Regions from separate parts of the Sus scrofa genome. Here region 2 is linked to region 1. The links are chromatin contacts, called in public HiChIP or PLAC-seq maps. All regions are on one chromosome and are shown on one strand. Each heading gives the region's core, a stretch centred on a gene start, on an enhancer-like site or on the middle of the called end of the contact. The rest is flanking DNA. Distances are from core to core; before and after follow the strand shown.

What was found. HiChIP or PLAC-seq counts read pairs in DNA pulled down with a chosen protein or histone mark.
Region 2: an H3K27ac HiChIP or PLAC-seq map of alveolar macrophages shows a contact between it and region 1. The contact joins the promoter of RFLNA here to the promoter of UBC in region 1. A contact is called at or near these places in 1 of 5 promoter capture datasets (fetal skeletal muscle) and 1 of 2 datasets of contacts at active chromatin or transcription factors (alveolar macrophages).

The regions. Positions count from the first base shown.
Region 1 is chr14:28,252,118-28,255,516 of Sscrofa11.1, forward strand. UBC (polyubiquitin-C) reads left to right here and starts at 1,740. Exons shown (of 3, transcript XM_021074017.1): 1 at 1,740-1,795.
Region 2 is chr14:28,839,610-28,843,098 of Sscrofa11.1, forward strand. RFLNA (refilin-A) reads right to left here and starts at 1,672. Exons shown (of 4, transcript XM_021072253.1): 1 at 1,505-1,672; 2 at 672-984. The coding sequence starts at 878.

The DNA of each region.
Region 1 (3,399 bases), core at 490-2,989:
CTATGGCTGTGGTGTAGGCCTGCTGTTGTAGCTCAGATAGGACCCCCAGCCTGGGAACTTCCATATGCTGAAGGTGTAGCCCTAAAAAGCAAATAAATAAATAAAAATAAAAAGCTCTTTAGGAGTTCCCTGGTGGCCCAGTAGGTAAAGGATCCTGTGTGGTGCAGGTACTTTTAAACTTCCATACACCACTGCCAAGAAAAAAAAGACCATCTCAGCTTAGAGCCAGAGGGATCTGACTCTACACAGCTTTTTTTTTTGGGGGGGGGACTGAAATTCATGAAACGATTCACCAGTGGGTACTAGAGCACTGGTGACAGCTCCTTTTTTGTAAGGAACTTCTGTAAAGGTTATTTCTCCCTAAATGTCAACAAGGTGTTAAAAGAACAAAATATTCTAAAGTTACCAGGCCTAACATGAATCATGTGCTTCTGTTTTACTTTGTGTCTTATAATTCAGTATTTCTGATAGCACAATGACAAAAAAAAAAAAAAAATACCATACAGAACAAATAACAAGGCTTGTCCTGGGAGACAGAACTTTCTAGAAAAGATGTCATGAATCTTTGGAAAACATGTTTTCAATAATTAGATTTTATTTCATAGTTAAAAAACAAACTAACAAAACTCATTATATGAGGTACCAAAAACTTGTCAAATTCATAGAGACAGAAAATAGAATGGTGGTTGCCCAGGGCTGGGGGTGGGGGTAGTTAGTGTTTAATGCGTACAAAATTTCAGTCTAGCAAGCCGAAGAGTGGACACAGATGGCAGTGATGGACACCCAAATACCCCAATTTGATATTGTTTTGAGGTGTAGTCACTTGAAAAGCAGCAAATGCAGAGTGAGGCTTTCACTCAACTCCCCTAATCTGCCCAGACAGATTTTGCAAAAGAAACTCAAGGGAGTTTTCACCAACCAGGGAAGATTGGCTCTTAAAACAGGAGAGACAAACTTTGACACCAAACTTTGTCATCAACTATCTTGTCTCCATCTATTCTTCTATTTTCTCAGTAAAAATTATTTACTCTCCCTTTAAGAGAATTTCCTATTAAGATGGTATTTAAGCCTAAATTCTAAAGCCTTTTTTTTAAGTGACACATTTTCCCCCAGAGGGTAGCTCCCATATATACACAAGGTGTGCATATTACTAAACTATTGTTTTTGTTTTCTTTTGTTTTGTTTCTCTTGCTAATCTGTCTTTCATTACAGGGGTCTCAGCTAAAAGAAGGATTCCCAAAAGGAAAATTATTTTTCCTCCCCTACAATATAATTAATGCCACTGAGCTGTACACTTAAAAATAGTTAAGATGATACATTTTTATGTGTATTTTGCCACAATTTAAAAACAGCAAATTAAAAAACAAAACAAAACCCCAGTGAGTTAAAAAATTTCTTAGTGTTTCTAAGTTAGGCAAATTTGGGTACTGGAACTGAATCTGACTTCCTGACTGGCGGGGGGATAAGATGGGTTATTTTTAAGCTGGAGCAGTTTGTGTTCTGCCACAGAATGCAAATACATAAATGTAAGCAGGAAAACGGACAGAGTAGAGTCCCTAGGGCTTCTTTTTATTTTTTCTCTCCTAAGCTGCAGATTCCCTTTTATGGTTATATAACTGATGATGACGCAAGTCAAACCTTTCCCGTCCAGCTCTCAGATTTCACCCTTTCTCTTGGAAAGAAAATGTTTGCTGGTCACTACGTAGACACTCTCATGACGCTGAGTTAAGTCCCATACAAGGTGGTGACCTTCAGGAGAGCTGAATCCTTTGGGGAAAGGAGGAAAGGCAGACAGGTAGGCTCCAGTCCAATCCCCAACAGCCCAACACCCAGGCCCTTTGTGAGCTCAGCCCATCACGTGCTCTTGCCTGCCCGCCAATCCTGCCGTGTTGCTGGGCCTCTGTCACTCTTCCATTGGTGCCAGCTCTGAAGCCATCCCTTCTGGGGCACCTGCAAAGGATGGATCAGTGGGTGGAAGGAACTGAAAATGGATCCAATGACTCATCCTGCTTCTGGCATATTCTAGCACATTGCATTCTAGGTCAAGGGATTTTAGGTTGTAGGAACGTGACTTGGTACACGATCCCCGAATCCAAGTGGGACATTTAGACTTTGGGAGCCCTTCTCAGCAAACAGAAAAGCAGCTCTAACAAAAACAACAAAAATCCTCCGTAGAGCAGAATTTGTCAACCCATTGCATTGCTGACTTTGGGGGCTGGGTAATTCTGTTTTTGTGGGGGACTGGCCACTGCAGGATGTTTAGTAACATCCCTGGCCTCTACCACTAGATTTTAGCGGCACACCTCAACCCCAACACCACAGCTGTGACAAGCAAAAATGTCTCCAGATACTGCCAAGTGTCCACCAAGGGACCAAGTCGCTCCTGGTTGAGAACCACTGCTCTAGAGAAACAGCATCTACCTCCCTGAGAGTTTACTTCCCCCTCCTCCCTTTCACTTCAGTGCCCTTGGACAAATGTTTATTTCTATTTGCTTCAACAAAACCCACTGTTGGACTTAGAGACCAAAATTCTCTAGTAGAGAATTTTCCTGCTAGAGACAACATCAGTGTTGTTAGCGCCTAAGAATATTGTTTTCTCTTTGGAGATAGCCCTGGGACCCAGTCCTCACCCTTGGAGCCTTTCTTCTTCCCCCTCTCCCCCTCTTTCTCCTTTTCACCTTCCCTTGCCTCTGAAATCAGGTCTGTTTTTCTCTGTAGTTTTTGGACTCTTGAAAAAAAAGCTATGTCACAAAGCTCGTGACTCAGCCTTTAAACAACATGAATCATAAGACCTGCAGTGAAAGAACAGCCAAAAGAAAACAGGGTGTGGTTTGAAGCCAGGCCTAGTCACCTGAGAAAGAACCTCAGCTTTTTGTTCCTCTGAAAACTTCTTTCTGGAATTCAAGAAGGAAACCTTATACAGAGCTTTGATGTTCTGTTCCTTTAAACCCTCTTTTCAGAAATTTAGAAATATCCCTCACAGAAATCTCTACTGGAAGTCACTGAGGTCTCCTGCTAAACTGAAAAATGACATTTTATTTTTATTATTCATTTACATTTCTTGGTAATGAATTCATTCTCTTTGAAAATGTTTAAAACGATAGGAGTTAAAGTCTGTTTTGAATACTGCTTAGACCTTTCCCATAAATACCTACAGACACAGGTTGCCAAAGAAAACATAGTTTTGTTTTTATTCTCATTTTAAGTACAGTATTTAAATAACATAATGTTTATAATTCCAACAGGAATGTAGTCTTTTCCTAATAGCAGGGTATTTTTTAGTCGGTTCTCTCTTTTTCTATATATTTATTGAAAGCTTCAAGGGTAAAAATTAAAAACACCCTCCCCACATTTATAGAAATAGAGAATATTTCTAGAAGAGTCTAGAAAGAACAGTGG
Region 2 (3,489 bases), core at 422-2,921, 590 kb after region 1:
TTCCTCAAGTGGTCGGAAGGTTCCCCATCACACCCGCTTGGCTCCTGCCCGCCAGGGAAGGGATGGAGGTGGGGAGAACCCACTCTCCGCCCAGCCACCAAGCTGGGCAACCTCCCTAAGTTCACCTGAAGGTCCCACTAAGTCTGACAAGAGGTAATATCGAGTCTCCTGACCTGGGGTTCCAGCCTTCCCCAGGCACCGCCTCAACTCCACGTCAACATCCCTCAACATCTCAGGACGGAAGCATTCCTGAGTTTGGTTAAAAAAAAAAAAAAAAAAAAAAGGCTTTCACGTTGGCAGCACCGGAGAACAGTAAATAGGGTTTGGACTAGTCGGGGAACCTGGGTACACTGTTTCCGCCTGGGGTTCCAGCCCACCTAGCCTGGAGCCAACTCTGAGAATTTCGGGCAATCCTCGCTCCCTCCCTCTTTTCCTGCTGACGGTAAGACCCACTCCTTAGAGGCCCACAGCTGGGAGTCAAGTCTCCAGGTGCCCAGGTCAGGCGGGACCACCGCCACCTATGTGCCCTGATCCCCATCGGGGATCGCAGTTGTCACCTGGGTCATCTTCTTGTTGGTGGATTGGGGATTGGAAACCGATCCCGGATCCCAGGGGCACCCCGTCTGGGGGGCTAGTCCTGGTCGCCTTTCCGAATTAAGGCGCGTGCTTACCGCTCTGACCTCGCCGGGTCCCGTGGGCTCCGAGGAGGCGCCGGCGCCCCCCGCGCGGGCGTCGAGGATGCCAGGCGCCTGGGAGTAGAAGGGCGGGCTGGGGCTGGGGCTGGGGGGCAGCCCGGAGTCGGGGCTGTCCAGCAAGCCCTCCCGGCTCTTCTCCTTGAGGCTCTCCTCCATGCCCTGCAGATGCAGGTGGCCCACCATGTCTGGGGGGCGCGGGGCGCAGGCCCCCGGTTCCTTGGGGGGCTCCTCCACCGCGCTCCGGGGCCCGGGGCAGGCGGCGGCGGGGCAAGGGCTGAGGGCCCGGGACCTGCGGGCAGAGCCGAGAGGCGGCGCGTCAGGCCGGGAGCCCCCCAAACCCCTGGCTCCTCCGCCGGCCCCGCTGTGCGCGCCGCGCCCAGGAGGGGCCGGCGGTCCCGCGCCCCGATCCGTGCGCTCGGCCGGCCTCCGCGCCGCGCTGCCACGCCGGGCCTGCCGCCCGCCCGCCGCCACTGGTCGCACTCCAGCCACGCCGGGCCCGGCCTCGCCTCCGCTTCGCGCTCCTGCGGCGCGGCCCGGCCCAGCCCGAGGCGCACGCCGCCGCCGGGCCCTCTCAGCACCTTCCCGGCCGCGCCTCCTTTTCTAGGCACCTCCTCCTCCCTCCCCCCACCCCCGGCCCACCCCGCCCCCCGGCTGCGCGGTGGGCAACCGCCCCGTCCGGCGCCTCCACCCGCCCGCGCCCGGGGGACTGCACAGCCCGGCAACCGTCCGGAATAAATAAATACCCCAGTGGCGGCACCAAGGGGTGACTTTGGGGTCCCCAAGTCATCCCAAGTAACAGTAGTACTGACAGTAATGTCCGATGTGGCCATTCGAGGTTTCCTCCAGCTCACTGAAGTCGGAGTAAAAGAATCTTCAGAAACCTCTAGAAGATCTGTAACTTACAACAGAGGGGGTGGAAACAAGATGCTTAAATGCTCGCCAGGCTTCAAGATTGCTTCCTTAGTCCCTCTCTTTACAGCTGGACGGTGGGCCCCTCGGTTTATTTTCTAAGACACCCACCTAGGCCCTGGGTACTTGTGTCTCCCCCCCCCCCCCCCATGGATTATCCAACACCAACAGACTGGGCCTTTGGGGTGGAAAGCCTTGGGGGGAAATGGGGCTGCAGGAGGTGACAAGAAACATTTCCTCAGGTCTCCAGCATCTGGCTGTTTCCCCAGCTTGTTCAGAGCAGGTTCTTGCTCATTGACAAAGTTCTCACCCATCTTTCCCAGCCTTTCCTTCCTCCCAAGGGAGAAGTATTTGCTTCTTGAAGACTGACAAAGAGGTCCTTGCATTTCTAGCTCCCACCCACTCACCCATTCAGACACCTGCCCCCACGACCCCCAGGTGATCCAGCCTTTCTTTTTTTCTTTGGTTGCATGGGTGGCATGGGGAAGTACCTGGGCTAGAGATCAAACCCAAGCTACAACAGTGACAATGCCAGATCCTTAACCTCTAGGCCACTGGGGAACTCCTACCCTTCCACTCTGAAAGCCGGGAATCCAGGGGCACCTGCAGATTGTTTTGAAAAAAGCAAGAATGTGGGAGAGGTTCATATTCCAGCCAAGGGAGCAGAGGAGAGGGGAAGGCTTGAGAGTGTGGACAGATACACTAGTTTGGTTTCTCTTTGGTGTCTGCTCTCAGGGCACCACCTTAAAGCAGGTGCATTCTGTCAGGATTGATGAAGCCCCAACTGTGTCCCCAGCCCTGGGTCAACCTCAGAACCACCCAGGAATAAGATAGCCTGGCTCTGGGGTGCCCAGTCTGATGAGGGGTGTAAACTCATCAGTAAGCACCGCTGTGAGGGTCATGGAGGAAATTAACAAGGCACTGCAAGCCACAGTGGTCCGAGGGACAATTTATTGATGGGATTTTCATGGAAGCCAGCTCTGAGAAGGTGACTTTTTTGGAGGGGGGGTGCCCATGGCATACAGACATTCCCAGGCCAGGGATTGAACCGGAACCACTTCAGCGACCTGAGCCACAGCAGTGACAATGATGGATCCTTAACCTGCTGAGCTACCAGGGAACTCCTGAGGAGGTGACATTTTAAGATGAATCTTTAGCAGCCACACTGTGACCTGAAGAAAGAGAGTTAGCCTTCCAGGTGGGGGGAACAGCAAGGACAAAGGTGCTTTCAGTAGCGAGAGTGAGGTACATTCCAGGAAGGGACAGAAGGGAGGGCCAGCTTCCTAAGAGTTCAGGGGAGCCAGAGAGGGGCGTGTTATCAGGAGAATTTACAGCCCATTTCCATATCAACCAGGAAGATGGAAGTCTGCTGTCCAAACAGAATTAACCACAAGTTTGAATATCTGGAGCATTCTGGGGGAAGAAAAAAAAAAAAAAAAAAAAACCCCAGAACAACGGACTCCGTTTGCTTCAATTCTTAGGCAAGACAGGGCTTCCTCAGCTGTTGAGCTACTTGACCAGAAATACAGGGCAACTCGTGATCATCTCATGGGACAAAAGTGGGGGGCTGTGCTTTTCAGAACAGGAACACAGTAAGATTCACTTTCCCCAAATGCTCACCCACTCAAACCCACAGAAGAGAGCTTGCTTCAACAGCCTGCACTGCTGGGCAGCCCTGGAGAAATGCCTTGGATGAGAACTGATTAAAGTGAAGCAGGCAGCACCATCAAGCAAGGGCTGGTGGGGTGCTGGGGGAGGCATGGGCCACAGGGCTGCCTCATTGAAGGGTTATCTTGACTTGATTTAAAATGTTGACACTTTTATCACATGGAATTTTTTGCATTAATTTTGATCTTTAAAACACTGCAGTAGGAGTTCCCTCTCT